Regions from separate parts of the Mus musculus genome. Here all the other regions are linked to region 4. A link is a contact called in public Micro-C and promoter capture Hi-C data. All regions are on one chromosome and are shown on one strand. The core of a region is the stretch at or near the end of the contact, and the rest is flanking DNA. Distances in the headings are between cores, read along the strand shown. Region 1 holds the start of Psmb8 (proteasome (prosome, macropain) subunit, beta type 8 (large multifunctional peptidase 7)). Region 2 holds the start of Rnf5 (ring finger protein 5). Region 3 has its middle 16 kb from the start of Psmb9. Region 4 holds the start of BC051142 (cDNA sequence BC051142). Region 5 holds the start of Fkbpl (FK506 binding protein-like). Region 6 holds the start of Ppt2 (palmitoyl-protein thioesterase 2). Region 7 holds the start of Notch4 (notch 4).

What was found. Promoter capture Hi-C pulls out the DNA fragments that hold promoters and counts their contacts. Hi-C and Micro-C count contacts between places; a contact is called where the count stands out from the background. Capture Hi-C pulls out chosen DNA fragments and counts their contacts.
Region 1: a contact with region 4 is called in a promoter capture Hi-C map of embryonic stem cells, with 2.9 times the contacts expected there. The contact joins the promoter of Psmb8 here to the promoter of BC051142 in region 4. A contact is called at or near these places in 11 of 39 promoter capture datasets (the C10 cell line, the HPC-7 cell line, HPC-7-derived erythroid cells and 4 more), 5 of 484 Hi-C or Micro-C datasets (B cells, cerebral cortex and embryonic stem cells), 14 of 115 datasets of contacts at active chromatin or transcription factors (acute myeloid leukemia, bone marrow-derived dendritic cells, bone marrow-derived macrophages and 7 more) and 4 of 9 other capture datasets (adipose tissue, liver, macrophages and 1 more).
Region 2: a promoter capture Hi-C map of cancer-associated fibroblasts shows a contact between it and region 4, with 6 times the contacts expected there. The contact joins the promoter of Rnf5 here to the promoter of BC051142 in region 4. A contact is called at or near these places in 9 of 39 promoter capture datasets (the 3T3-L1 cell line, the C10 cell line, the HPC-7 cell line and 5 more), 7 of 484 Hi-C or Micro-C datasets (B cells, the HL-1 cell line, bone marrow-derived macrophages and 4 more), 8 of 115 datasets of contacts at active chromatin or transcription factors (acute myeloid leukemia, bone marrow-derived macrophages, embryonic stem cells and 4 more) and 4 of 9 other capture datasets (adipose tissue, liver, macrophages and 1 more).
Region 3: a contact with region 4 is called in a promoter capture Hi-C map of the HPC-7 cell line. The contact joins the enhancer-like site here to the promoter of BC051142 in region 4. A contact is called at or near these places in 7 of 39 promoter capture datasets (the HPC-7 cell line, cranial neural crest, embryonic stem cells and 2 more), 4 of 15 datasets of contacts at CTCF or cohesin (embryonic stem cells, large pre-B cells and pro-B cells), 19 of 484 Hi-C or Micro-C datasets (B cells, CD4 T cells, bone marrow-derived macrophages and 7 more), 12 of 115 datasets of contacts at active chromatin or transcription factors (acute myeloid leukemia, bone marrow-derived dendritic cells, bone marrow-derived macrophages and 5 more) and 5 of 9 other capture datasets (adipose tissue, embryonic stem cells, liver and 2 more).
Region 5: a contact with region 4 is called in a Micro-C map of embryonic stem cells, with 1.9 times the contacts expected there. The contact joins the promoter of Fkbpl here to the promoter of BC051142 in region 4. A contact is called at or near these places in 10 of 39 promoter capture datasets (the C10 cell line, cranial neural crest, embryonic stem cells and 7 more), 1 of 484 Hi-C or Micro-C datasets (embryonic stem cells) and 5 of 115 datasets of contacts at active chromatin or transcription factors (the 230-238 cell line, the HPC-7 cell line, bone marrow-derived macrophages and 2 more).
Region 6: a promoter capture Hi-C map of adipose tissue shows a contact between it and region 4. The contact joins the promoter of Ppt2 here to the promoter of BC051142 in region 4. A contact is called at or near these places in 6 of 39 promoter capture datasets (embryonic stem cells, frontonasal cranial neural crest, hippocampal neurons and 3 more), 1 of 15 datasets of contacts at CTCF or cohesin (pro-B cells), 21 of 484 Hi-C or Micro-C datasets (B cells, the HL-1 cell line, Th1 cells and 12 more), 4 of 115 datasets of contacts at active chromatin or transcription factors (the HPC-7 cell line, bone marrow-derived macrophages, embryonic stem cells and 1 more) and 3 of 9 other capture datasets (adipose tissue, liver and macrophages).
Region 7: a contact with region 4 is called in a promoter capture Hi-C map of the HPC-7 cell line. The contact joins the promoter of Notch4 here to the promoter of BC051142 in region 4. A contact is called at or near these places in 16 of 39 promoter capture datasets (3T3-L1-derived adipocytes, the C10 cell line, the HPC-7 cell line and 10 more), 1 of 15 datasets of contacts at CTCF or cohesin (stem cell-derived epiblast-like cells), 30 of 484 Hi-C or Micro-C datasets (the HL-1 cell line, the MC3T3-E1 cell line, adipose-derived mesenchymal stem cells and 13 more), 7 of 115 datasets of contacts at active chromatin or transcription factors (bone marrow-derived macrophages, embryonic stem cells, epiblast stem cells and 1 more) and 4 of 9 other capture datasets (adipose tissue, embryonic stem cells, macrophages and 1 more).

Annotation. Positions count from the first base shown.
Region 1 is chr17:34,196,007-34,199,482 of GRCm38.p6, reverse strand. Psmb8 (proteasome (prosome, macropain) subunit, beta type 8 (large multifunctional peptidase 7)) reads right to left here and starts at 1,288. Exons shown (of 6, transcript NM_010724.2): 1 at 938-1,288; 2 at 103-250. The coding sequence starts at 1,084. Tap1 (transporter 1, ATP-binding cassette, sub-family B (MDR/TAP)) reads right to left here. Exons shown (of 11, transcript NM_013683.2): 11 at 2,258-2,915. The coding sequence ends at 2,709.
Region 2 is chr17:34,601,414-34,605,195 of GRCm38.p6, reverse strand. It overlaps Rnf5 (ring finger protein 5), which reads left to right and starts at 1,635. Exons shown (of 6, transcript NM_019403.3): 1 at 1,635-1,862; 2 at 2,887-2,905; 3 at 2,999-3,111; 4 at 3,208-3,262; 5 at 3,338-3,455; 6 at 3,530-3,782. The coding sequence starts at 1,723. The coding sequence ends at 3,627. It also overlaps a transcript of Agpat1 not described here.
Region 3 is chr17:34,169,369-34,173,086 of GRCm38.p6, reverse strand. No RefSeq gene overlaps it. Among named protein-coding and RNA genes, the nearest start is that of Psmb9, 16 kb to the left of the region's middle. Within about 2 kb of position 1,771, at least 97 of the 459 cell types and tissues checked have an H3K27ac peak or open chromatin away from gene starts, as enhancers often do. A contact at or near this core is called in B cells, the HPC-7 cell line, adipose tissue and 6 more, where this site is marked.
Region 4 is chr17:34,396,938-34,400,430 of GRCm38.p6, reverse strand. BC051142 (cDNA sequence BC051142) reads right to left here and starts at 1,611. Exons shown (of 20, transcript NM_001001177.2): 1 at 1,578-1,611.
Region 5 is chr17:34,642,589-34,646,187 of GRCm38.p6, reverse strand. It overlaps Fkbpl (FK506 binding protein-like), which reads right to left and starts at 1,374. Exons shown (of 2, transcript NM_019873.3): 1 at 1,235-1,374; 2 at 1-943. The coding sequence starts at 928.
Region 6 is chr17:34,625,216-34,628,957 of GRCm38.p6, reverse strand. Ppt2 (palmitoyl-protein thioesterase 2) reads left to right here and starts at 1,523. Exons shown (of 9, transcript NM_001302396.1): 1 at 1,523-1,633; 2 at 1,963-2,153; 3 at 2,346-2,499; 4 at 3,027-3,122; 5 at 3,214-3,321. The coding sequence starts at 1,971.
Region 7 is chr17:34,562,531-34,566,355 of GRCm38.p6, reverse strand. Notch4 (notch 4) reads right to left here and starts at 2,061. Exons shown (of 30, transcript NM_010929.2): 1 at 1,847-2,061; 2 at 974-1,055; 3 at 588-883. The coding sequence starts at 1,910.

The DNA of each region.
Region 1 (3,476 bases), core at 39-2,538, 200 kb after region 4:
AATGCCAGCTCTGTCTGAACTTCGGCCCAGGCCTTCTGCTCTACTGAGGGAACAGCTCCACGAGTCGGACCATTGGAGCACACATGGAGCACACATACTCACTAATGTAACTCCCTGCAGTGGCCCTGGAGTCCACAGCCACGATGACGCCATGCTGGAACTTGAAGGCGAGTGTGGTTGTGCCGTGGGCCATCTCAATTTGAACATTCCTTTCCTGGTCACCACCAAAGGACCTCAGGAATGCGGTGGGCTAAGAGATGCAAGAGGCAGAGGGGCACCTCAGTGCTAGGAGGCTCCTGGCAGGGTGGCAGAGTGAGGAGGGGTCTGCAGACTCTAGATGTCAGTAGCTCCGAAGAAAGAAAAGCAGGATTTAAGCCCACCAGCTTTCTGCTTTCCAGCACGTGGGAACAAAGGTCATGGTAGGCGACTTCAAGGTGTTTCCTAATCCGTGGCTCCTTTGGTTCTCGAAAGCACATTTTAATAACTTGCTCTCATTTTACAGTAGAGGGGCTTGAGACCTAGGCCATCTAATGTGTCGTAGGACACACAGGGTGGGTTGCTGAGACCAAGTAAGGCCACCAAAGTTCATAGGTCTTCCAAGACAACTGTACAGCCCCTGTAGTAGTTAGCAGTGAGTCTGTGGAAGGCATGGTGGTCTGTGCACTGTGTCTTGGGATTGGCACCAACCATCTTCTCAGTCTCGCTGTCTCAACTCCGTGCGTGACTCTCTCTCCTTCTGTCCCTCCCCCACCCCTTTCTCCCGCCTTCCCATGCCTTAATCTCCACGTTGGTTCTTCAGGGCTAGCCTCGATGCTGCTCTCCTGGACGGCCCCTCCTGGCGTCCTCACCTCCTCAGACCCAGGCAGACACTCCTTCCTCTGTGCCACCCACCACCACCCACCTCCTGCATCTCTCCAGAACGCCCTACAGTCCTCACCTGCATTCCCCGGGGAAGTGCGAGCTCCGGAGCTTGCGCGGAGAAACTGTAGTGTCCCGGGTCCGAGCGACCCCCGCTTCCCGCATCCAGGGCAGCCCACTCGGGCCGCTGCCCCCGAGCGGCACCGCACAGATCCAGTAACGCCATGACCACTTGGCCCCGAAGATCCGTCGACTCTGCGACAAGGAAGTGAAAGCGAAAGCCACAGTACCAAGGGGAGGGAACCAGTCCCCCACCCCCATCCCCTGCCCTTTCCGAGTAGAGCCCAGTTAATGGGTGTCTGAACTAAAACAATGTGTTGGGGACGAGTTTTCCTGCTGCCACATCAGTGAAACCAGCTAGAGAATGGGCTGTGGGGTGGAAGAAGAGGTGCGCCTTCGGAGGCCGCCTAGCAGTGGGGTGCGTGAAGACCCACAGGCGGGGGACGGGGGGGGGCATCTTCTGGGAACAGCGGAGGACTGAATAGGGTCCTATCTCCTAAAGAGGTTGTCTAGAACGTTGGAACCTGAGAGGAGTATTGAGCAGATCCACCTAGGCGTGCGTCCTGGGGATGGGGGCAGCACTCAAATAAATGAGCATCATTTTATAGAAACTGGAAAATGCGATAAATGGATGCACAGGGGTCTTTAGGTCCTGGGACAACCAGGAAAAAACGGAGAAAGACGAACCAAGGAGAGGACTCAGTCGGGCCTTTTCATGTGTCCCTCCTAGGGCCCCTCTTGGTTCAACAGTCTCACTACCCTGAGCCACCCACGAGGACGCGCCCTTGCCCGGGGCTGCTCACGTCGCGCAAGTCAGGGCTGCGCGCTCCTTCCTTGAATCCTCAACCCCACCTCTTCTTTGCAACCTTTATGGACATTATCTGCCCAGGAACTGCTGACGTCACACACCGGGCCCTCCCTGAATGGAAGAGATTTACTGGCTAATCCTATCCATTTCATTGAGATTATCCCGGCGTGTGCCGCTGAGGAGAAGATGAAAGAATCTGAACGGGCGGGCGAGGTTATCCAGTCTGATTTTCTGGGGTCCCCACCCGCGGCGCTACCGCGCTTCCTCCAGCCTCAGCGAGGAAGAGAAGGACTCCAAGATGCAGTTGCTGCTGCCTTGGGGTGCGGAGAGGGAGGGGCTGCCGCCCGGTCCAGCTCAGCACTAGGAGTCCGTGGGTGAGCAGTAAAGAGAAATGAGAGCCCCAGGAAATAAAAGCTGATGGACCCAGAAGTAAAACAGAATTCTGAAGAAGAACGGGACACTGTCCTGGGGGGGGGGGGGGGGCTGACTAACTCAGCTAGGACTTTGCGGGAGCTAAGAAACGGGAGAAGCCACAGTACAAAACACCAGTTTTATTACAAATATCAAACACCCATAGAACACCCAAATGCCAGCCTATGCCTTTGGTTAATTGCAAGCTGCTTGTCCTTTCTCTCTGTACACTTTGGGCGTTTCTTCTCATTCTATCACAACGCCACATAAACCAGGTTTGTGTGTGCATGCTGTGATACAAGCTCAGCACCGGGAGGGTGGAGACCGGAGATTTAGCAGCTCAGTGTTGGTGTGAGGTACCTGAAACCCCGTCTAATAGGGAGCGGGTCGGGGAAACACATTCGTGGTAAATTCCGGGTATCTCCTAGAGTTTACATTTTCTCATGTAACAAGCACCTCCGCTCCTCAACTGTCTCCGTGGGTGTGGTAATATCTTTGCTCCCAGGTTCTCTGTCACACAGAGTAGAGGACAGGAGGGGGACAGCACGCAGTGTGCAGTCCAGAGGCCTTGTCAGTCTGCAGGAGCCGCAAGAGCCTCTACCATGGCCCGGTAGCACCCTCCTCTCTTCATGAGCTGCAGGTGGGTGCCCTGCTCGCCGACAGAGCCTTCTCTGAGAAAGAGGATGTGGTGGGCCTGCTCTGCCAGGCTGAGCTGCTGGGTGATAAGAAGAACCGTCCGAGAAGCCCGCTTGGGGCTCTCATACAGGAGCCGCTGGACCTGGAGAAACACACAGACATTACAGTTCAGGGGACCCCTGTGCTTCCAGGGCTGGGACACATTGTCGATATCCCTGGTCTGCAGCACCCCTCCAAACCTATGACTTGTTAAGATGTCCTCACAAGAGGGGGGTACAGAGAGAGAGAGAGCGGAAGCATGATGGGGGAGGGGACTGAACAGTCTCTCATCTCTACCCATAAGCTGGGAAATTTGAAAAGGAAATTATTCTTCTCCCATATATTACATCCCGACTGCTGTTCCCCCCTCCTCTCCTCCCAGTCCCTCCTACTCAACCCCCTACCTCTCCTCGATTGCCCTTCAGAAAAAAGCAGGCCTCCCAAGGACACCAACTGTCTTGGGAGATGGCATACTAAGTGAAGTAAGACTAGGGTCTCCTCGTCCAGCCTTAATATGTGGAAATTTTTTTACGTTCCAAAAAACATATATTAATTTATGCTTTGAGAATTTCATATATGAATATAATGAAATATAACCATACCACCTCCCGTTTCCCTCCTCTTCCCCCCCCCACCCACCCCACATGTCACCTTTCCTATGTCA
Region 2 (3,782 bases), core at 386-2,885, 200 kb before region 4:
GAGGCTATAGCTGAGACCTGTAAGAAGCTAAGTCCTTTCGATGGAATTCGAGCAATAAAACACTGCTTCCTAAGGGTGATAAAATGGTGGGATGTGCCGCGTATCTAACTGGCCAAACCCTACTTCCCTCTTCACACTCTGGACGAGTCCATCGTTCCTACCTCCTATTCGCCTATTCTGCATCTAAACCTCTTCAATACTCCAGATCCTCGCTTCTCCGTACCTCCTCCTATAGAGAGTCCCAGCTTCTCACCTTTCTTTATTCCTCAGTCACACAGGTCCTTTATCAAGGTATTGAATAATCCTTAGCTAGCGTGTTCTCGTCTCCCGCCCATGGACACCTTTGCCCTGGGTGATTTACATGGCTTGGTGAAGAGCCCTTGCGAATGCGAGGACTGTTACCTAATTCTGGGCCTTGGGCCATAGTGAGGGTCACTGAGTGCTGGAAAGGCCCTAGCTGCCAGCCGTCCAGCCAGGAAAAAGATCCAAATCTATGCAGGGCAAACTACAAGGAAGGGGCGGATCTACCCCATTCTACGGCGGGTCACCTAGGGGTCGGCCTCTGTCCTTTGGGCGCCCACTCCCAAGAGGGTGGAACCAGTCCTTTTCTGCTTGTAAGGTTTAGGACGGAGTGGGGGTCCACTGTGGTCTGCTGTGTCACATTACAACGGTGGGCCTTTGGCTCGGTCCTGCTGTGAGAATCACCTAGAGAGGCTAAGTCGTCCAACCGAGAGAGTGGGGTTAACACCGGCGCCACAGACCGACGGCCGCACCATCCACGCGTCGGGCTAACCCCAGCTCTGCTCCCCGCTTCTCCGAGAGGGAGGGGCGGACCCAAGGTCTTCCCTCTACGTCACCCAAGGAGGCCGGAGCCATCTTGAACCCTGCGACCCTGGTACTTCTGCCCTTCCCCCTCCCCCCTTAGCTCTGCACCGTCTCTCCAGATCTCGGCCAATCAGCGGCGGAGTAAACCGCCCAATCAAGCGGAGAGAGTCCGGGCGGAAAGACCCGGATAAGGCCGAGTCGAGGCCTTTGAACCTAAGGCCCCGCCAATAGCGGAGGGGTTGCCATGGTGACGAGAGAGAGCGAGTGAAGGGGCGGGACTGGAGTCGACACCGCCTTCGTCTGGGTTGGCCTATTCCACGCCCCCCCCCCCCGCTTATTGCGCATGCTCATTCTTCCGTGTCATGCCAGCCAATCATTTGATTTGGAACCATTCGCTCTAAAGTCCAATAGGAACCCGGACCTTCTAAGAAAGAGGAAGAGAAGGAAAAAAAGAGGCTTATGGTGGGCGAGTTCTGTAGGCCTGAGCCAATCCCTTCTGAGCTTTGGTTATGACTGGCAGCTGAACTGACGAATCAAAGCCTCTTTAGCTGAGTGACAACACAGGCCTAGCTCATTATGACCAATCCCTCGGCAGTGCATAGTTACTGAAGCCCTATCAGCCAATCATCATCGTGCAAGGGTAGGGGCCCCACACACACCTTTTTCCGCCCCCACTCTTTGGATCAATCGTGTCCTTTGAATTCTATATGATTGGCAGGTACCTCGACCAATAATGATGAGAAAAACTTGAAGTTTGCCCAACGATCCTGGGCCGAAGGCGGACCTGCTTTGTTGGGGCGTGAGTGTGTGTGTGCCTGTGTGTGTGCCCTGTGTTAGTGTATATGTGTGTGTGCCTGGGGGTACTGAGGGCTACGTGGGGGCGAAGCAGAACTTGCCATGGCAGCAGCGGAGGAAGAAGACGGGGGCCCCGAAGGGCCAAATCGCGAGCGGGGCGGGGCGAGCGCGACCTTCGAATGTAATATATGTCTGGAGACAGCTCGCGAAGCTGTGGTCAGCGTGTGTGGCCACCTGTATTGGTGAGAATCCGAGTCAGGGGCTTGGGGTGAGGCGGCGGGGTTCGTCTTTGTGCTGGGGAGGCCGAGAGCGGGGACCATGCAGTTTTTTTCAGATGACCAGAGGGCATATGTCCCACCCCACCTCCCCACATACACGTAGGGGAGGCCTAAAGTGAGGACTTGTGTCTTTGCTGATGTATGTAGATGGGGTGGGGGTGCGGGAAGGGTCACATCTGTGCAAATGAGATATCTTTCCAGGGAGGGTCCTATGAGCTGGTGCATGGTATGTTATGAGGAGGAATGGGAAATGGGGGACGCTGCATATTCCTCCATTCGAGACCTGAACCACAGTACCCCGTTAGACCTACCCAGGTGTTGAGATAAAATAGATGAGAGACTTTTCAGTTTAGGGGATGTGCCTGTCGGAGGAGGAGGGAAGATCTAGGGACTATGGACCTAGATGTGGGTCATATTAAGATGAGATGTGGGAGGGGGTGATTTGTCAAACCTGAAGACAATGGCATTGTGTAAGGACAAGATGGAGAGGGTGAAGGGTCATGGAGAGAGGGGTTTTACTGAGCTTGAAGTAAGGAGGAGAGGAACAATGTGGGTGTCTGAAAACCATGGGAGTCTGGAGGATTAGGAGCAAGAATGGAGTTCAGGCTGAAAGGAAACCTGTTGAATTGGGAAGTCAAGTTCGGAGGCAGAAAGGGGGAGGTTGAAGGTGTGTGTGTGTGTGTGTGTGTGTGTGTAGAGGGAGACAGACAGGGAGAGACAGAGAGGAGACACCGGAAGAGAGAAAAGGATCAAATGTGTGGAGGATGTTGAGGACCCAATGTGAGTACCTTTAAATGTCAAGTATCAAAGGCAAGAAGCTGGAAAAGTCAAGTTAGCAAGTATGCTAGAAGCTGTTGGGAATATGGAGAGAAATGGAGCAGTAGAGCAGCAGTGCCTGGGAGACAGGTGGTGGGTGGGCTTCCATGTTCTGGGGTCTGCAGCTCTCTTCTGTAGTTTGACGTGTGCTTTTTGTTTGTTTTTCATCCAGTTGGCCCTGTCTTCACCAGGTATGTGTTCATGAGGTGGACTGGGAAACAGGGAGGGTCAAGGAGCTCCGAGATGCTCTTTGTACTTGAAAACACTTCATATTTCCTTTGCAGTGGCTGGAGACCCGGCCAGACCGGCAAGAATGCCCGGTGTGTAAAGCTGGCATCAGCAGGGAGAAGGTCGTCCCTCTTTATGGGCGAGGGAGCCAGAAGCCACAGGATCCCAGGTGAGACCCAACACGATGCTGAGGGGAGCTGCAGGCTTCTGTCCCATCCCGAGACAGGGTGTGAAAGGTGCTGCCTGCCTCTCTCCTTCCTCTCAGATTGAAAACTCCACCCCGCCCTCAGGGCCAGCGACCAGCTCCAGAGAGCAGAGGGGTGAGTCTCCTTGTCCAGCCGTGTCCCTCCTTTGCCCAAGCCTATGGGCTTCCCTCATCTTCCCTGCCTCCCTAGGGGTTCCAGCCATTTGGTGATGCCGGGGGATTCCACTTCTCCTTTGGTGTCGGTGCCTTCCCCTTTGGCTTTTTCACCACCGTGTTCAATGCCCATGAACCTTTCAGAAGAGGCGCAGGTAAGGATTTTCCCAAGTCTCCCCGCGCCCTCTCCTGGCCCTACATGTTTCTGAAGCTTTCTTTTCCCTTACAGGTGTGGATCTGGGACAGGGTCACCCAGCCTCCAGCTGGCAAGATTCCCTATTCCTGTTCCTCGCCATCTTTTTCTTTTTCTGGCTGCTCAGTATTTGAGCTCTGTCTCCTCCCTGCCCACCTCCAGCTAGAGGAGAATCAGTATTGGGAGTCCTGTGCTGGCCTTTCCTTGCTTTTGGACCACCCCCTTACTTCCATGACCCATCTCTGTCTGCTGAGGCCTCTCTCTTGGGAGGGCATGGCGAGGAGTGACC
Region 3 (3,718 bases), core at 522-3,021, 230 kb after region 4:
AATGACACATAAATCTGATTGACTAATTAAGCATTAAGAGTCTTGATTCTACCAGGTAATTAGGTATTGAGATGGCTAACCAGGGCTGTGTGGGGCATTGTGTGAAAGTGAGAGGAACTCGGGGGCCCATCTGAGAGATGGCCCAGTGCGAGCCGTGTGGCAGGGCTGGTGAGTTGGTGGCAGAGAGACTGAGCGAGCGAGATCACCTGGCACAGGGGCTAGCTCTAGAGAGTTGTTGGTGGCAACAGGAGCGCAGGAGCATGGCCTGGCCCCACTGAGAGTTGGCGGGTTCATTTTTTAATATTTCTTGAAACACACAGCAACCTGTAACTTCAGCTCCAGGATATCTGATGCCCTCTACTGGCCTCTGTGGGCACTGCACTCAGGTGCACATACACAGAAGCACACATAAAAGTAAAAATCAAAACTGAGTCTCTAAAAATTATGTTTTCAAAAAGTGTTTCAATTCAACTTCATGCATTGTGGTGGTCTGAGTGACTATAGCTCCCATAAGCGCACATTTTTGAGTGCCTTATCCCCAGTTGGGGAAGGTGTTTGGGAAGGATTAAGAGGTGTGGCCTTGGAGGAGGTGTGTTAGCTTTGGGTGGGGTGGACTTCAAGGTTTCAGAATCCCAGGCCACTCCAAGTTAGCTCTCCCTGCCCCACCTCTGCCCCCTGCTTGTGAACCAGGTGTGAGCTCCCATCCACTGCTATGGTGCTAAGCCATTTTGCCTGCTGCTATCGTCCCTGAAACTGTAAGCCCCAATAAACTCTGCTACAAGTTTGCCTTGGTCATGATGCTTTGTCGTGGCAATTGCAAAGTAATTAAGACGTGCATTCACCATTTCTTCTATCTGGCTTGTCTTAAGACTCAGATGAAATGAGACAGGGTGGCACACACCTGCAATCTTAGCATTTGGGAGAGTAAACAGGGAAATTTTAAGTTCAAAATCAGCCTAGGTGTCAGGCATGGTAGCATATACCTTTAATCCCAGCACTCTGGAGGCAGAGGCAGATTGATCTCTGAGGTCAAAGCCTGCCTGGTCTACAAAATGAATTTCAAGACAGCCAGGGCTACACAGAGAAACCCTGTCTTGGGGGGGGGGGGGGAATCTAAGAAAGAAAATATTCAGATGAGTTTTTTAAGACATTTTAATTTGACATGCATGAGTGTTTTGCCTGTGTGTATATGCAGCATGGGGTGGGTATTTCTCTCTCTCTCTCTCTCTCACTCTCTCTCTCTCTCTCTCTCTCTCTCTCTCTCTCTCTGTGTGTGTGTGTGTGTGTGTGTGTGTGTGTGTGTTGCTCATGGAGGCCAGAGAGAGTTCAGATTCCAGGAACTGGAGTTACAAACAGTTGTGAGGGGCTGGGGACCAAACCTGGGTGCTCTGCAAAAGCAGCCATCTCTCCAGCCCCTCCGGTAGATTTTTAAGTCCCCTGCTACAGTCTGATAGGAGGCAATGTCAGCTTAGATGTGTAATTTCCTTTCCGTTGTTCTATTTCCTACAAACATTCTTTGCCCTCAATGAAAGCATATGCAGTCGCTAAAATACTGGTAACATTCTACCCAGAGAAACGTTACCTTAGCGTTAAATATCCTCATTTAATTTCTGTTGCTGTAATAAACACCATAATCAAAAGCAAGCTGGGGAGGAAAGGGCTTATATGGTTTCCATATCCTGTTTCCGGTTTATCTTTGAGAAAAGTCAAGGCAGGAACTGAAGTAAGGCGTGAGCGGAACGCTGCTTCCTACCTACCCACGATTCACTCGCTTTGTCTTTTCAGAAACCCACGCCCACCTTCTCAGGGGTGGCACCGCCCACAGTGGGCTGTGCCCTTCCACATCAACCATTAATCAAGAAAATGGCCCACAAATTTGTCCACCGGTCAATTTGATGGATACATTTTCTCAATTGAGGGTCCTATTCCCTGTGTCAAAGTTAACACAAAACTAACCTGTACACCAAGCAAGATTTGAACTCTTGTTTTGCTTGTCTTCTCTTTTCCGGGTCTCCCCCCCCCCCAACACTTTAAATTTGATATTAGGATCGCTCTTTTAATAAGGACTAAGAAGTACCTAATTGTGTCAGGCTGAGTCGTGAGAGCACATGTCTTTGGCGCCACCTAGTGGACAAATGTGTAGTGGCTACCCAGTGAGAAAATCCACAGGTTTGGAAGTGTGGAGAGCTTGGTTATTTTATTATCCTGAATCCAAGGTATGAAGTTGAAAACAGCAACAGCTAAAGGAGATTCCAAAGAAAACCAGCCACCGTTTTCTAATCTCCACAGAGAGTGGAAGTTAGCCACCGTTAGAATCTTTGCCTCTATAGCAAGCGGATGGAATCTAGTGCCAGCAGAGCATTAAGTGTGAGCTGTCTCCCAGATAAACGCCTGCAGTCACCTACTCAGCCTGACACACCCAGTCTCCAGCATTTACTTAAAGGATAGCTTTGCCTGTGTGCTGACATCCCTGTATCACTAAAGTCCTAATTTACCAAATTTTCACTGTGGCCACAGAATTCCTTGGGTTTTTCAGCTTCTATTTTATTAACAAAAAACATTCCCTCTCAGATCAAAGGAATAAGAGATTTTGTTTTTCTGAACCTAATATAAGTAGATGGCCACAGTCCAGGGACAACGGCTCAGTTTGCCCTGTGGCAGGAAGACAGTTAAATAAGCGTTTTGATAGGAAGTCATAAATCAAGCCACCCGCCAAATACATTAGTAGGGATGTCAGGGCAAGTGGGTTACAGCAAAACAAGAAGTCTTTCTCTGCTGTAGATTTCAGGTACTATCTTATGGCACTCTGAGTTTGGGGATCAGTGGAAACCAGCAGTTTGCTAAGTTAATATACTCAAAATATTTTTCCCCTCATAGTTGAAAGGGTTATGATTGACAGCTTTAACCATCAACTTTACATGACTCACAATAACTTGGGAAGGGACTCTCAATGAAGGATTTTACACTGGGTTGGCCTGTGGGCATGTTTGTGAGGGGTTGTCTGAAGTTAATTGATATGGGAAGACCCAGCCCACTGTGGGTGGCACCATTCCCTAGGCAGGCATCCTGAAGCTCGTAAGAGCAGAGATGGTGAGCTTACCATAAGCAGGCAACACGCATACATTCCTTTCTCTCTGCTCTTGACTGAAGGTGTGAAGTGACCAGCTATTTCAGATTGCCACCTTACCTCCCCACAATGATAGACGTCACCTGGAATTGTCAAAACCTTCCTCCTATTTTTTGAGGGGGATGATCAGGGTATTTTTCCATCAACAGAAATGATTCTAGTTCAGGATGTCACATCAGCTTCAGAGGTGGACTCCAAATGACTTTAAGAATACTAAAGAAAGTGACTGATAAATAAATCTGACTTTAGAGCTTCAACTCCACAGCTCTCCACAATCAGGGAGTTCTAATCAGTAGGTCAACCTTACAGAGACTTGGACAATGGTGTGATTTCTTTTCTAGGAATATTCAAGAAATGATCTCTCATTCCACTGAGTCTGAGGCTGCCCAGAAACATCCACAAAAGGAGAGTTTAAATTTCCATTTAAAAATCATTAACAAGTTGTAGCCTGTAGGTGTCAGCAAAGACTGACAATGGGCAGGAAACCTGGCTGACCAGCGGGTGCAAAGCGGGTGTTCAGGGTTGATTCTGCCTTGTGTCTCTTTTTCCTGAGTGTGTGTGTGTCTGTCTGTCTGTCTGTCTGTTTCTCTC
Region 4 (3,493 bases), core at 362-2,861:
GGAAGGGTTTCGATGGCCCAGTAGGACCTAAAGAAGGTGCAGGGTTGCAGCTCTGAGGGTGGTGGGATAGAGTCAGGACAGGAAGGGTTGTAGTAGCCCTCAAAAACTGCACTGAAAACCACCAGGGCCTAGAGGAGCTGTGGGATAGGCAGCTCTGAAGGGAAGGTGAGCAAGGGCAGGTAGGGGCACCATGGCCCAGGAGACCTAAAGGAACTGTAGAATAGCAGCTCCAATGGTGGGAGAATGGGGGGCAGGTGAAGAGTGCTAGTTGTAGCTTTAAAGACCACAGCTGGAGGTACCTCCACCTCCAAGAGTACTAACGGGGTGCTAGACACCCAACAGTCACATCCTCGGACTCAGGGAAGCATTTACACCCACCAGAAGGGGAAGCTTACCTAATTGTCACTGGTGGATGGGGTGTCAAGTAAGCAGTGAGCCGGAAGGTGAGACTGCTGCAAGCCAACTGGAGATAGGGGATAGGGTCCTAGTGCGGCTCAGACCCCAGAACTAGGGGGAGCACAGGCACCAGGAGAGCCTATCCAAGTCACAGCACTAAAATGTGTTTCTGTTCGGATGGGAGGGTATCTTGGAAGCCCAAGAACCTTACAGCTCTACTGGAAATGATATCCCAGCAGAAGGGCATCCTGAGACAGGAGACCACAGGAACCACACAGCTCTGCAAGGAAGCCTCCTCAGCAGAGGCATTGCAGCTCCCAGGGGAGGGTCTCCCCAGCTGAGCTGAGGAGCTCAGGAGCCTCAGCTCCACTCCTTCTCTTCACTTTTTCTCTTCATTGTTTCTTTTCTTCTTGGCTTCTTTTGAGGCGAGTGGAAGGCATATGGGTGTGGAGGAACAAAACCAGGGATGGCTGCCTTCTGCTCCTGGGAGAGGACAGCAGGGAACTGGACGAAAGGGCAGTGCTTATATAGGATTTCTGAGGGGGCAGTGTTTTTCGGGGCAGAGATTTCCAGAGTGAGGATTGGTGGGATTTTAAGTCTTGAACTTGGGAGAGCGCAGGAATTGGTGGGTTTTCCTGCTTAGGGATTGGTGGTTTTTTGTTTGTTTGTTTGTTTGTTTGTTTTGTGGGAAGCTCAGGGATTGGTGGCTTTTTTTTTTCATCCCCCCTCCCCCCCCCCCTTTCCCTGCATCAGTCAGACCCATGGGTTAGGGTAGGAAGTCCTTCCTGACTGCAGCCGGCCTTCGCCAGGGTTTGCTGAGGCACCATCTCTGTGGGGAGGCTAGGGGAGACTGGAGAGGAGGCGCTGCTGCCATGGTGGACAGTTCCAGCGGCGGTATTTCACTAAGGCTGTAGGCTGAGGCGGGACAGGGGATCCGCCACTGCAAGCTGAGCGGCCGCGGTGAGGCCGTTTTAACAGGAGCCGCCATTTTGGACAGCTCCTGTGGGACGCTTCATCGTGGCGTCGGCTGTGGCCTGCGGCGGCAAGGACAAACCTGCCGCCGCTTTGAGCGCTTTTGTGGCGCGGCAGCTTTTGTGGGGCTGCCGCGCTGCTCAGGGACTGTACGGGGGCGGGGAGTGAGCTGGACACGCCGCCTGTGGCAGGACTACACCATGACTAACCTTCTCTTTCCTTCGGGCTTGTTAGAATCCCCCTAACTGAAGGAGTGCGGATTCCCTGGTCCAATCAAGAGGCTGAGCTTAGCTACGTCATCAGTTACCAGGGATGGCTGCTCCTGGAGGCGTCCACAGCGCCACAGCCTTCTCCAGCTCTAGGATATGAGTCTCCTGAAGTGGGTGCACGTAAATCACTTTTGACATCTACACTATTAAGCTGAAGTGCAGTAAGCGCCAGGCTAAAGGTGCCTGGCTACACAGTCGTCTTCCTTCACCTCCTTTGCTCTCGCACAGCTTCAAATACAACAGTTGTCCTAACAGCTTTATGTAGGAAAAGTGAGTACCACCCCCCCACCCCCCCACCCCCACCCCCAGTCCTCAAACTGCTGAGTGAATGACTGACCATCACAGAGCTGGCCCAACTCCGCAGCCTGGTTGAAATGTTTCAGCTGCAACTGGATCCAGCACTAAAATAGTAAATAAAAAAGAAATTGCTGGTTTCAAAGAGGTCCCTCACATTGAATTTCTAACTAGCAACTGATGATGCAGTTCATATCTGACGCTGATTGGTCCTTAATACTGACCTTATCCAATCCAGCAGCAAGGCTGTGAATCTCCTGCTTCTTATGGCCTGGGGCATAGATGGAGTGAGGAGATAGTTGCCAAGGTGTGAGACCACTATCTCTCCTGCAGCGGGATGTGACTGTGGCTCCCCAGAGGCCCCTGTTTGGCCGCTGTGATCGTGATGCTGATGATGCTGAGCCCTTCTGTGGCTTTGGTCAGGGACCCCCAGTGTAAGTGCACACCTCAGGTTCTGAGCTGCTGGGTACGGAGGGAGGAAGGAGCTAACTTCCTCACTGTCCAGGCCAAGTCCCTTGTTACTATGGATGTTTTCTGTGAGCATGCACAGACCTCACATGAAATCCAAACTATGTCCCCAAACAGAAGCCTGGATGTTTGTGCTCTAAGAGCTGTGTGAGAGGTCCCTGTGTATCAGCCATTGTTTTTCAAGTTTCCTCCAGTAACATCTCTAGCCTTGTGTCATCTTCCATTAGGGCCCCAGGGGGACTGATAAATCATGATATTAAATTAACTTCTCACACAGGGGTTTTATGGGTTGAGCTATGCCAGGCAAAGAGGTCTTTGTATAAAAATAGAACTTCATATGTGTATTTCTATTCTATTTTGTATATTTTGTTTTAGTAAAAAAAAATAAAGTTAAGTAAAATATTGGTCTAATCAGAAGATTTCTGTGAAGGTGTCATAGAGTCAAGGGATAGCAGGGAGATCCATGTGCGCCCTCTGCAGGCTGTGCAGCTGCTGCTTAGCCACCTGTGTGTCTGAACCCAGGGCCTCCTCGTTCTCTCTCCCTGGCCCCAGTGCTTGCGCAGCCTGTTCCCGTGTGGAACCTCTGCTGGGTGGTGGCTAGTGTTTCCCCTTGTCCTTGGGAGCACACAGCAGCTAAGACTGAGGAAATAGCCTTCGAGATGATGGGCATCTGTGGGCTGTTCTAACGAACTTGAGGCCCCTTCTCAAACCCCTGAGTGGGTTAGAACCCATTTGGTGTTTGTGATTTGAACATGTTTGCATTTTTATTTTTCTTCCATATTCTCTGGCCTGAGCCCATGAAAGAGACCTGACTTCTCTTTGCAGGATATGATCCCCTTCCTAGTTTTATGATTCACATATACATCACACATAGAAAAATCAAAGTCTGTGCTATGCACACAGGGGATAAAAGATGGGATTATTCACCAATCAAAGAAATCACATGGTGAGACTCATGGCTCCAGCTGCATGTGTAACAGAGGATACCTAGTTGGTCATCAATGGGAGGAGAGGCCCTTGGTCTTGTGAAGGTTCTATGCCCCAGTACAGGGGAATGCCAGGGCCAGGAAGCAGGAGTGGGTGGGTTGGGGAGC
Region 5 (3,599 bases), core at 125-2,624, 250 kb before region 4:
CTTTCTTGAAATCAGCAGTGGCTTTTTCCAAGTCCCCGAGGGCAGCCCGAGCAACCCCCCTTCGGTATAAGGCCTTTAAATGGCCCGGCTCCCGCTCCAGCACTCGGTCACAGCTCTGGGCTGCCAACTGGGGGTGTCCTAGCAGCAACTGGCAGGCAGCCAGATTGGCATAAAGGGTAGTTCGTTCGGGAGGGCCGGGTGGGGGCAACGTCAGCAGCAGTCGGAGAGCCCGTCCATAGCATCGGGCAGCCCCTTGAGGGTTCCCAGCTCGAAACAGTTCTGTACCCCTTCTGTGTTCTTCTTTGGCCAGAGCCTCCTTCTCCATAGCCTCCATCTCCCAGGAGTCCCGGCCATTGGTGAAGGAATCCAGTCTGAGTTTAGCAAGAGGTGCAGAGGATCCAGGAAGGTGAATCTTTGCCTCCTCACCTTGACGCATAGACTCCAGGCATTTTTCCATGAGTTCCCCCCACATTTTTTCCCTCCATTGTCCTATGCCTATGGTTAGTTCTGTCCAGCCCTCTGGCATCCCAGATCCAAAAGGAAATCCCAAAGCCAACACTTGGCATTTGGAGCCTAGCTTGGGTTTGTCTAAGCCATGGCCAGGGACTATGATCTTCTTTACAAAACTCCCATCAGGACAGTACCAAAGATCAGAAGCTTGGAGGTGCTCTGCCATCTCATTGGTTGAGACTTGAAATTGATCAGAGTCACCTTCAAATCCAGCCACGGGATGTTCAATCTCTTGAGTCTCTACAATTTGATTGGCTGGATCCGGTCTCACTCCCACCTTCAGGGCTTCAGGGAGAAGACCTGGGGACCGCTGCCTAAACGGAATGGCTGTATTTAAGATTTGCTGGGCGTTCTCTTCCCGCTGCTGCGGCTGAGCGGTGTTCTTCTCGTTCATTGGGCTGATAGGTGAGGTCTCCATTGGATCTCCTGATCCCTTCCACAACAGATAAAGGAAAGAACAGTTTAGTCTGGAAAGTGATGGGTCAAGTGTAGTTCAGACCTGAGCAGGTGAAAAAAACAAACAAACAAACAAACAAAAAACCGAAACCATGTAAATTCCAGAATTCCTAGTTAAGACTCCTCGTAGTGCTAAAAGTTTCTCCTTTTTTTCCCCCCTTCCCAAGCTAGAATCCACCCAGGTCTAGTTTAGAACTATAAATTCTGTAATTCCCCATGGTTCGGGTAGTCGCCCCAACTATGGGCACTTGACCGGGTCAAAAAGTACCTGAGAGACCAAGGAGCATAGCAGGACGGCCTAAGTCACAGTTGTTGCATTGTGTATGATGTTGAGGCCTGGAAGGGCAGCCTGGGAGCAGCTGAGAGTCTCTATCAGCTCTCGAGCCCTCAGAGACGGAGAAGCTAGTCCCTAACACGACGGCCAATCAGGAGCACGAAGAGGTTCCTTGTCCCGCCTCTATGGTGACGCCATTTCCCTAGCAACCGTGAAGCGCCATACCTTAGCAACCGGACTAGACCTAAGCAATAGAATTAGCCAAATCGAACCGAGGTTGACAAAGATCTGGCTGACTGGTTTAGTCAAAATGTAAAAAGGCCAGAAATGGGAAACTTGGGCTGAGGAAGAGAGAGCAGTGGTAGAGAGCTTTACCAAGCATGCGTAAAGACCCTAAGTTCGAGCTTCAGTTCAAATGTAAAGGCTGAGATTTTAGCTGCTTTCAGACCCTCCCCTGTTATTATACCCAAATTCAGAGATCTTAGCTGAAATCAACCCCTGTCCATTTTGGCTCATCCTTGATTGACTTTTGCCACATATCCATCATTGCCCTTCAACTGAGCCCCCTGATCCAGAATCGTAGTGTTTTTCAAACTCGAATGAGCATGTCCATCATGAGAAAATATATTAAATTGCAGACCTGGATTTCGAAACTCTCAGATGGAGCCTGCGATTCTTGGATAGTGCTCCAGCCCGCTAGCAGTGTGATCCCTCAGTGACCTCATTCCGCACCAGCTTAGTTTGTCCTATATATTTCGTGTGTAACTGGTATCCCATGCTCCAGTGAGAGGAGCGGCAGAGAACAGCTCTCCTCCTCCCTACAGAAGGTGTAGATAGATCCCGTTTGTGACTCAGCCTTGCTGGGCAAACTGCCTGCACCGGCTGGACCAGCACAGTTCTTCCGGGAACGAGAACCCCTTATTATCTAAGCACCTTACTTTGGCATATGTTGTTCTTGGTGTTATTGACAGGGTCATGTGTATCCCTTGCTGGCCTGGAACTCTATGTAGAAGAGGATGCTGGGACCACGGGCATGCCCCACTGTGCCTGATTTATGTGGTACTGTGGATCACACCCAGAGCTTCATTGATGATACAGGGTAAAAGAAATACTGACAAGCTTTACACTGATTAGAATATAAAAAGAATACGTGTACTAACAAACGTCCTCGGAGATATTAAATAAATAATTAAACCAAGAGGCTCTGACCCAACTCTTACTTAAACATACATAGCCTACAAACGAGCTTTGCGTAGCAGTTTAGGAAGACAAGTAAATAGTTACACACCTGAATTCATTGAAATCTAAGTGTCTTTTGCCCTTTGGAGCCACTTGTTTGTCGGAAACTCTCCTCTTACCAGGCTTTGCTAACCTGCCTTGGAAAAGTGACCTTGGGCTTCAACTTGCTCAGAAAGTGAAGTTGGTTTAAGGATAATAGAAACTGCTGGGCTTCCTAATGACACAGAAAAGTGTAGCCAGGAGATCAGGAAGGCTGCCATCTGCCTTTGTAAATCTGCTTGACTGCCCAGAGAATGTAATTCAGGGGTAACCAAACCCCCAGTTTCTGCTTTTGTAACACTTGCTGTATACCCCCCCCCAAGAAAAACAAACAAACAAACCCAAAAACGTAATTTGGGATAGCAATTTAAAAGACACCTGTAAGCCAGGCGTGATAGCACATGGTTTTAATCCCAGAAATCAGGAGGCAGAGGCAGATAGATCTCTGTGAGTTTGAAGCCAGCCTGGTCTACAAATCAACTCCCAGGATAGCCAGGACTGTTACACAGAGAAATCCTGTTTCGGAAAAACAAACAACAAAAAAGGTAAAACAAAACCCAGTTTTCTCTGTTTCTGTTGCACTCCAGGTCACAGGTCACTGACCTTCTTTTTTTTTTTTTCTCTCTCTCTTCTCCCTCTCAAAAATTTTATTTTTGGTTTTGAGTCAGCATTATCTTAGTCCACTTCCCCATCCCCAACACCATGCTGTGGCTCTGGGAATCCATGGAATCTTATGGAGAATTAATCCATCTTCTCTCTCCTCCCCTTTCCTCTGAGGGATTTCAAGGAAAGTAGGAAGTGTAGAAGTTTACACCTTAATCCTTGGACAAAGAAACCCATATTCTCTGTTACTCGATAGTGCGAGGCAGTGTGTGTGTGTGTGTGTGTGTAACTCCTTCAGCAGGTATCCATTGAGCACCTGTTGTATCCGGGCAGCATGCTAGGACCCGGGATACTGAGATGAGAGGAAGGGAGCCTTTACCCTCATGAGATTTATAGCCTCACCACAGAAAGCAATCACAGAGGTATCCCAAGTATAATGTGCTATGAGAGCGAGCTGTGACAGGGAGTAGACATTCTT
Region 6 (3,742 bases), core at 274-2,773, 230 kb before region 4:
AAATGCTTCATCAGAGGGAAGCAAGCTCTAATTGCTTGTTTGTGACAGGCAGGTTTGGAAAAGCGTGCTTGTTGGGGGCTGAAGAGTTCTTGGTCCAGTCAGCAGTCACAACCTCTCCTTAAAGCACTCCCTCTCTCCCCCCTCCTCCTGCCCCAAGACGCAGATCCACCCCCGGAGTCAACCCAAGACACAGCGGTGACTTCCACTCTTTTTATTTGCTTTTTGTGTCTTGTAAGGGCGTGGGTGGGGAGGTGGGGTAAGGATAGGCCCTCTACAGAGGTTACACCAGTTGAGCCTTTTTTGCAGAAACCTAGCAGGAGAATCAGAAACACCCCTTTAGGATTTTCCAACTCTCTCCAGAGACAGTTGCTCTAGGACAAAGCCCCTCTGGTGGCGTCCTGGAGAGCAGTCTCCAAAGCCCTGGCTTGAGCCCGTTCCAGGTCTGAGAAATTTTTACCCACGGCCTCATACCGGTGGTTCTGGTTTTTCAACCGTGCATGGATCAGAGGGAACCTTGGACCCATCCCTCCCACACCATCTTCAATACACGCTTCTGGTTTTATTAAGTTCAGATTAAACAAAGTCCCTGAGTACAGGCCTTGAAGCTCAGAAACCCTGCAAACTTATTTAATTGCTAAGTAAAAGCACTGACGGATAAAGGCTATTCCCTGGCACTCCGGCGCGCCGTAGGGGTCACGGGTAGGCCGAGTGGTGCCAGCGCCCGCAGCGGGGAGGAAGTCTGCCTGCACTGGCAGGGTTTGTGTCGCCAGCAGCCCGCAGGGATCTGAGGAGCAGTTTGTCGGGGTCGCTCAGGATTGAAAGACTGGTGGAAATCCTGTGGTGAGTCCTTGAAGCCCACGGGGCCCCACGCCCATATAAGGTGGGTCCGGGAGGGTGGGTCGTGAATGCGGAGATAAAAGTAGGGCCAGAGAAACTGGGTCAGGCTGCACTTCACTTGAGGGGCCTGGAGGACTCTCGGCGTCTCCGGAGACAAGGGCACAACACGCACTTCAAAGTGAAGAGTTGTAAGGCGCTGATCCGGAGCGGGAGGGCAGGCAGGAGTGGGAAGAGGGGCTCTTCAGCTGTGATCGGCCTGGCACTCTGGCCTAACACAAGCCTGGCGTCCAGCGATAGAAGCGGGAGTCGCCTTTCGTCAGTCCTAACCTCCCCCCTCGCACGTTTTCTTGGGCTCTGCTACGAAGCCAGACAGCCTGGATTGGAAAGTGGGCCGCATTAAGGAGGGGAAGTTGCACCCCTGGGTGGCTGGATGCAGCTGAAGCCTAGGAATGCCTTCTTTAGAAACCCAGTATTATCTTTTTCTGCTGTTGCCTCTCCCCATCCGGCTAAATGGATCGCTCTGTCTATTTCCTCCCCAGTTCTTTGGGTGCAATGGAATGTTCCATTGCCCCTCCGGTCCGCTGTCCGCGTTGCAGGGGACGCTCGCCCTGTTGCCAGGGAAAGTCCCGGACGTGACGGCTTTGCGCGACCCCGAGCAGCACCCCCCCCCCCCCCCCCGCGCCCCGTCCGTCATCCCACTGCGCGCTCTCCTTGTCCCCCTATCCCCGTATCCGGTGGATTACAGACTAGGTACAAGTAAACAGCTGGCGGAACGAAGCCTCCAGACACAGACCAGGTGGGAGTTTCCACTCTCCGTGTGTCCTGGGCCGCTGTTCCCCGGCCTTTGCAGATCCCAGAGTAGTGAATGGCCGAGGTGATGCTTAAGGGAGATCCTGGGCCTTGGGACAAAGTCCCTTGGGCGCCAAGTTGGGGGCGGGACTTAGGGTGAGCATTGGTGCATGGAGGTGGTAGGTGTTTGTGCCGAGCCATCTGGATGGAGTAAGTTAAAAGTAGCCTTCCCTCATACGGACCAGGAGTAGGAGCGGAGGCCGGAGAGTTGCTTGCTGTGAGTCTGTTGGGAGTGGAGAGGCGTCGTCTCCCTCACGGCCTCTCGTTCCTTCTCAGGTGGGAGCATGCCGGGGCTATGGAGGCAGAGGCTTCCTTCGGCTTGGGCTTTGCTTCTCCTGCCGTTCCTGCCGCTGCTGATGCCCGCAGCCCCCGCAGCCCACCGCGGGTCCTACAAGCCCGTGATCGTGGTGCACGGGCTCTTTGACAGTTCATACAGCTTCCGCCACCTGCTGGACTATATCAATGAGGTCTGTGGGGGATACTGAATGGATATAAAGTGGCTGGGGGAGGAAGCGTGGGCAGATGAAAGACAGCCAGCCCCTCTAGGCTAGTTTTCAGGGTACTGCTCCCCGCACGGGGAGAGCTGAGGGATGGGGGTTCCTGCAAGCACAGTGAATACACTTTGTCCAACCTAGTGCCGCATTGCCCCTTTCCCACAGACACACACCGGGACTGTGGTGACAGTGCTTGATCTCTTCGATGGCAGAGAGAGTTTGCGGCCCCTGTGGGAACAGGTACAAGGGTTCCGAGAGGCTGTGGTCCCCATCATGGAAAAGGCCCCTGAAGGAGTGCACCTCATCTGCTACTCCCAGGGTAAGCAACGCACACTCTTAACTCCCAACCCCCGTCTGAGCTTGACCCTTATCTAAGGCCTACTTTCTGGCGTTTGTGTCCTGAGTGGGAGGGAGGGTTCCTTCTGTGCTCATTGGCCATGGTTCTTAGATTTAAGGAATTACAGAGCAGCTAAAAGCATTTCAGTTGGTCAGAGGCCTAAACTCGCACCATGGCTCCATCATGTGACCTGTGACCCGTGCTGGAATGGAGTGTATCGGAGGCCTGGGATTCTGAGAGACAGGAAGTAAGGATCACTCCAGTGGCTATTCTTAAGACCCTTTCGGAGCTGGAGAGATGGCTCAGCGGTTAAGAGCACTCACTGACTGCTCTTCCAGAGGTCCAGAGTTCAATTCCCAGCAACCATGTGGTGGCTCACAACCATCTGTAATGAGATCTGATGCCCTCTTCTGGTGTGTGTGTCTGAAGACAGGGACAGTGCACTCATATACATGAAATAAATCAATCAACCTAAAAGACCATTTCCAACACTGGTGCTCTGCTTCCAGGGGGCCTGGTGTGCCGTGCTTTGCTGTCTGTCATGGATAACCACAATGTGGACTCTTTCATCTCCCTCTCCTCCCCACAGATGGGCCAGTATGGAGGTGAGTGGGCACTGTGGGTGCCATAGAAGGCAGTATAGTGTGTTCGGGGCACAGAGATTTGATGGCCCTTGGCATGGCGGTTCTCTTTCAGACACGGACTATTTGAAATGGCTCTTCCCCACGTCCATGCGGTCTAACCTCTATCGGGTCTGCTATAGTCCTTGGGGCCAGGAATTTTCCATTTGCAACTACTGGCACGGTGAGTGGGCCTCCGTGGTCGGGGTGCTACGGAGGATGAGGCCTGTTGCTCCCAATCTGACATAACCAAAGCAATCGCTTCCATTTAACACTTATAAAATAGACACTGTTCAGAATGTGGTGTGCAAACCAGCCAGTTGCCTCAAAGAGTGTAGTCTGATGCAAAAATTTAAAAAAAAATGGCTTATTGCCATGGACCACCCCAGTCTGGTATAGGGGGTCCCTGAAATGAGGGTCCTCGAAGCCTAGGTGGGTAAGGATTTGGTAGTGACAAACAGAAACAAACACAGAGGCAGTTTGAATCTGAGTGTTTTGCAGCTCTCAAGCAGGGGATCTTATACATTAAAAGAACAAATATTAGAACTCTGAAAAAATATATTCACTGACTCACAAACAGAACATGTGATGATTAATAGAAATCA
Region 7 (3,825 bases), core at 812-3,311, 170 kb before region 4:
ATTGAAGTGGGGAAAGCTACTCTGAATGTGGGCAGCACTATTCCCGTATTGCTGTTCCGGACTTGCATAAAAAGCAAGCAAGCCGTGTACCAGCACTTATCTACGTCTGTGTGCTAGTTAGTTGTGTCTACCAATTTGCCACAACCCAGATCACCGGAGAAGAAAGCCTCAGTTGAGGAATTGCCTAGGTCAGGTTGCCCTGTGGGCTTGTCTTTGGGATCCTCTAGACTGATAATTGATGCAGAAGGGCTCAGCCCACTGTGGGCAGCACCATTCCCTATGCGTGGCATCATTCCCTAGGTGAGGGTCTCAAACTATGCATGGCAGGAGAACGCTAGATGAGACCAAGCAAGCAAGGGTGTTGCCGTTCTCTCTGCTCTTGACTGTAAATCTTGTATGATCTGGCAGCTTTGGGTTTCTGTTCAATATTAGGCTGTCACCTCTACCAGGACTTCCCTACCAGGATGCTGAACCCTCAGACCTTGAGCCTGGATAAAGCCTTCCTTCCTTCAGGCAGCTACTGCCATTGTGGGGAGTTGAGTCACAGCAACAAGAATGACTTACAGGCTCCTCCTGATTGTACTTACCTGTCCACCCAGGCTCGCAGGAGCACTGTGGGCGGCCTGAGGCCTGAACATAGCAGTGACCCCCGTTGGAACAGAAAGAAGGTGGACAGAGCTCTTCCAGATGGGTTTGGCATCGATCACCGGTGAAGCCAGAGGGGCAGGTGCAGGAGAAGTGAGGGGTCAGTGGAGAAGTAGGACTACGGGAGCTTGGGGGTGTGGGGAGCAGGGCTTGGCAGCTGCCACCATTCTTGCAGAGTTGGGTATCCCTGCAGGGGTCAGGAAACTGGCAAGTCTCACCCAGAAATCCAGGGGCACACCTAGGGGTAGAGGGACATTTCAGGCCAGTGATTCCCCCTCCTCCTCCCCGTCCTGTCTCCCCAGGTCCCGCTCCTATGATGCACACTCACTGGCAGATCCCTTGTCCCCGAGATAGCCTCAGGCAGGTGCCTCCGTTGGCACAGGGCTCTGGGGATCCTCCACACAGAAGCTCTGGAGAAGAGACTGGAAGATGAGATGGAGCCCAGGGTCCAAGGGTCTCCAGATGGCTTGCCCTTCCTCCACCAGGTCCTCCTTACAGGCCACTGACCAGCAGCTCAGCACTCCCCCACCCCATGTTACCCAGGTGCATGGTGCTCTATCATTCTCTCTCTCTCCTTCACACCCCAGTCCCAGTCTCCACAGGGTCCCCTTGTCCCAGCCTTGTCCCAGGCCTTCCATTCATAGCTTGTTATTCTTCCCACCCCTTTCCTGTTTATTCTCCAGTCTCCCAAGTTCAGCCCAGCTCCATCCCCCGGAAGCAGGGCAACAGGGCTTAGGAGGGAGCCAAGAGCGCTCCTGGGATGTGAATGGCTGAGACACCTAAGGGATTTCCTTCAGGAAAGGCCAGCAATGAGCCACTGGGGTTGGGGACATCTGGACAGAAAGGGAGCCGGTGGGCTCTTCTCTGTCTCCATCTCTTGCTTCTCACTCCTCTCTTCCCCATATCAGGCAGTCCATTTTTTCTCCTGTTTGTCTGTCTGTTCCTCTTACTTCAGAACCAGCTGGCTTCTCCCTGGGCATGGACACCCTCCTTCCCACCCAACAGCAGGCACCACCCCTAGCACCAGGCACAAACCTGGGTCTCCTGTAGCCCCGGAGTCAGTCAGCCCTCCCTGCAGGTTGTCCCCATTAGAGGGGACAGAATCTCCTCCCTCCAGTGTCCTTTCAGAGCCTGGGACTTGGCTTTCTTCCCTGACCTCACCAAGCATCTCCCCAAGAGAGATATGCCCCCACCCCCTCACCTCTGGTCAGGATGACAGGGAAATTGAGTGGCAAGAGCAGCAGCAGCAGCAACTGGGGCTGCATTCCAGAGCGCCTGCCCCTGGCCCGGATCTCCTCTCCCTCTTCAGGCAGGGACCCTCAGAGCCCTTGTGGCCAGGCAAGGCCACCTCCTCTGCCTCTACCGCCCTTCTTCCTCCTGAGCCTGCTGCACGCCTCAGTCTGAGCTGTTTCCTGAGTCACACAATGTCCTGGACACCCTACTGATGGGGGGTGGGGGGAGCGAGAGGTTGGTGTGTGTGTGAAGGAAGACAAGGGAGAGTAAGAGAGGGGCGTGGCTGGCCGGGAGGGGAGCTGGTTTGCTCTTAGGGCCCAGGGTGGGGGGTCAGCCAAATGGGGGAGTTCCTGTCATTTTAATGGTCAATACGGCTTCCTTTTCACAGGACTGGGAGTGGCAAGGGAATGCTACTGTGACCCAGGAAGGGCAGGTCTTAGACAGAGGTGTTGGGACAAGGGGAGGATTCTCAGTTTCTGGTGTGACACACCCTCTTTTCAAAGGAGCAGCAACGTGTCTTGAACTGAAACCGGTCACTTTGGCAAACCCAGGGGATCTTTAGACCTTTCCTTGGCTCTTTCTGGGGGTGTTAGTTTTTTTTTTTTTTTTTAAAGATTTATTTATTTATTTATTTATTTATTATATGTAAGTACACTGTAGCTGTCCTCAGACACTCCAGAAGAGAGAATCAGATCTTGTTACGGATGGTTGTGAGCCACCATGTGGTGGCTTGACCTTCGGAAGAGCAGTCGGGTGCTCTTACCCACTGAGCCATCTCACCAGCCCGGGGTGTTAGTTTTTTAAAAAGGTATTTTGAGACAAGATCTCACTGTGCGCAACATCCTGGCTGTGCGAATCGTCCTGGCTGGCCTGGAACCTGTGGGATCCTTCTGCAGCTGCCACCTGGGTGCTGAGGTTACAGGCACATGACTCCATGCCTGGCTTTTTCCTGGGGAGTGGACAGGACGCTGGGCCCTCCTCCGAGTGGAGACGGAACCCAGGCTTCCCGTGTTCTACACTGATACTTTACCACGAGTCTGGAGGCTTGGCCTTCCTTCAGAGAGGAATGTAAAATATTGTCATTACCAATAACAAAGGGACACTCTATTTCATCCACCTCTACCTCTCTCCTCCACAAAGGATGCTGGGGTACAGTCAAGATGTTAGTCAAGACATAAAATTTAAGTCATCTATAAAAAAAGACAACCATAAAGGGAATTCATTACCCCCAAAAGTTCATGCTACCTCCTTTTATCTTTATTAAAAGCAAGCAAGCAAACAAACAAACCCAACCAACCAACCAAATAAAAAACAAAAACACAAAAAAAACAAAAAAACCTCAACTTTGGACAAGGTCTCATTCTGTAGCCCAGGCTGGCCTGGAACTCACCAGGTAGTGGAGGCTAGCCTCAAACTCACGAGCATCCTGCCCCAGTCTCCTAAGTGCTGGGATTACAGTGTGTGCTATAATGCCCAGGGCTCACTCTCCCTGAGGACCCAGCACAGCTTTGGAGTCAGCCATTCTTGGAGCTCTGCAAGCTCTAGGTACGGCCCAGGGTGGAGGAGCTGTCTGCAGGAGCAGGTTGCTCAGCCTCGAGCAGTCCTGGAAGCTGCCTGCAGTAGGATCTGCCTGCTAGGAACACTGACAGTGTGCCCCCACCCCCACCAGGCTGGCCTTGAACTTGCTGTGTTGGTGAGGATGACCTTGAACTCCTGATGCTCCTGCTTCCATCTCCTAATTGCTAGGATTACTGCTGTGCACCGATGTCCCCTTTGTTTACACTGCATTGGAAATCAAACCCTGAGCTTCATGCACCCTGGGCCAGTCCTGGTTCACTGAGCCACTACACACACACACACACACACACACACACACACACACACATATGAATATATATATATTCATATATATGTGTGTGTATACATATATACTATTATATAATATAT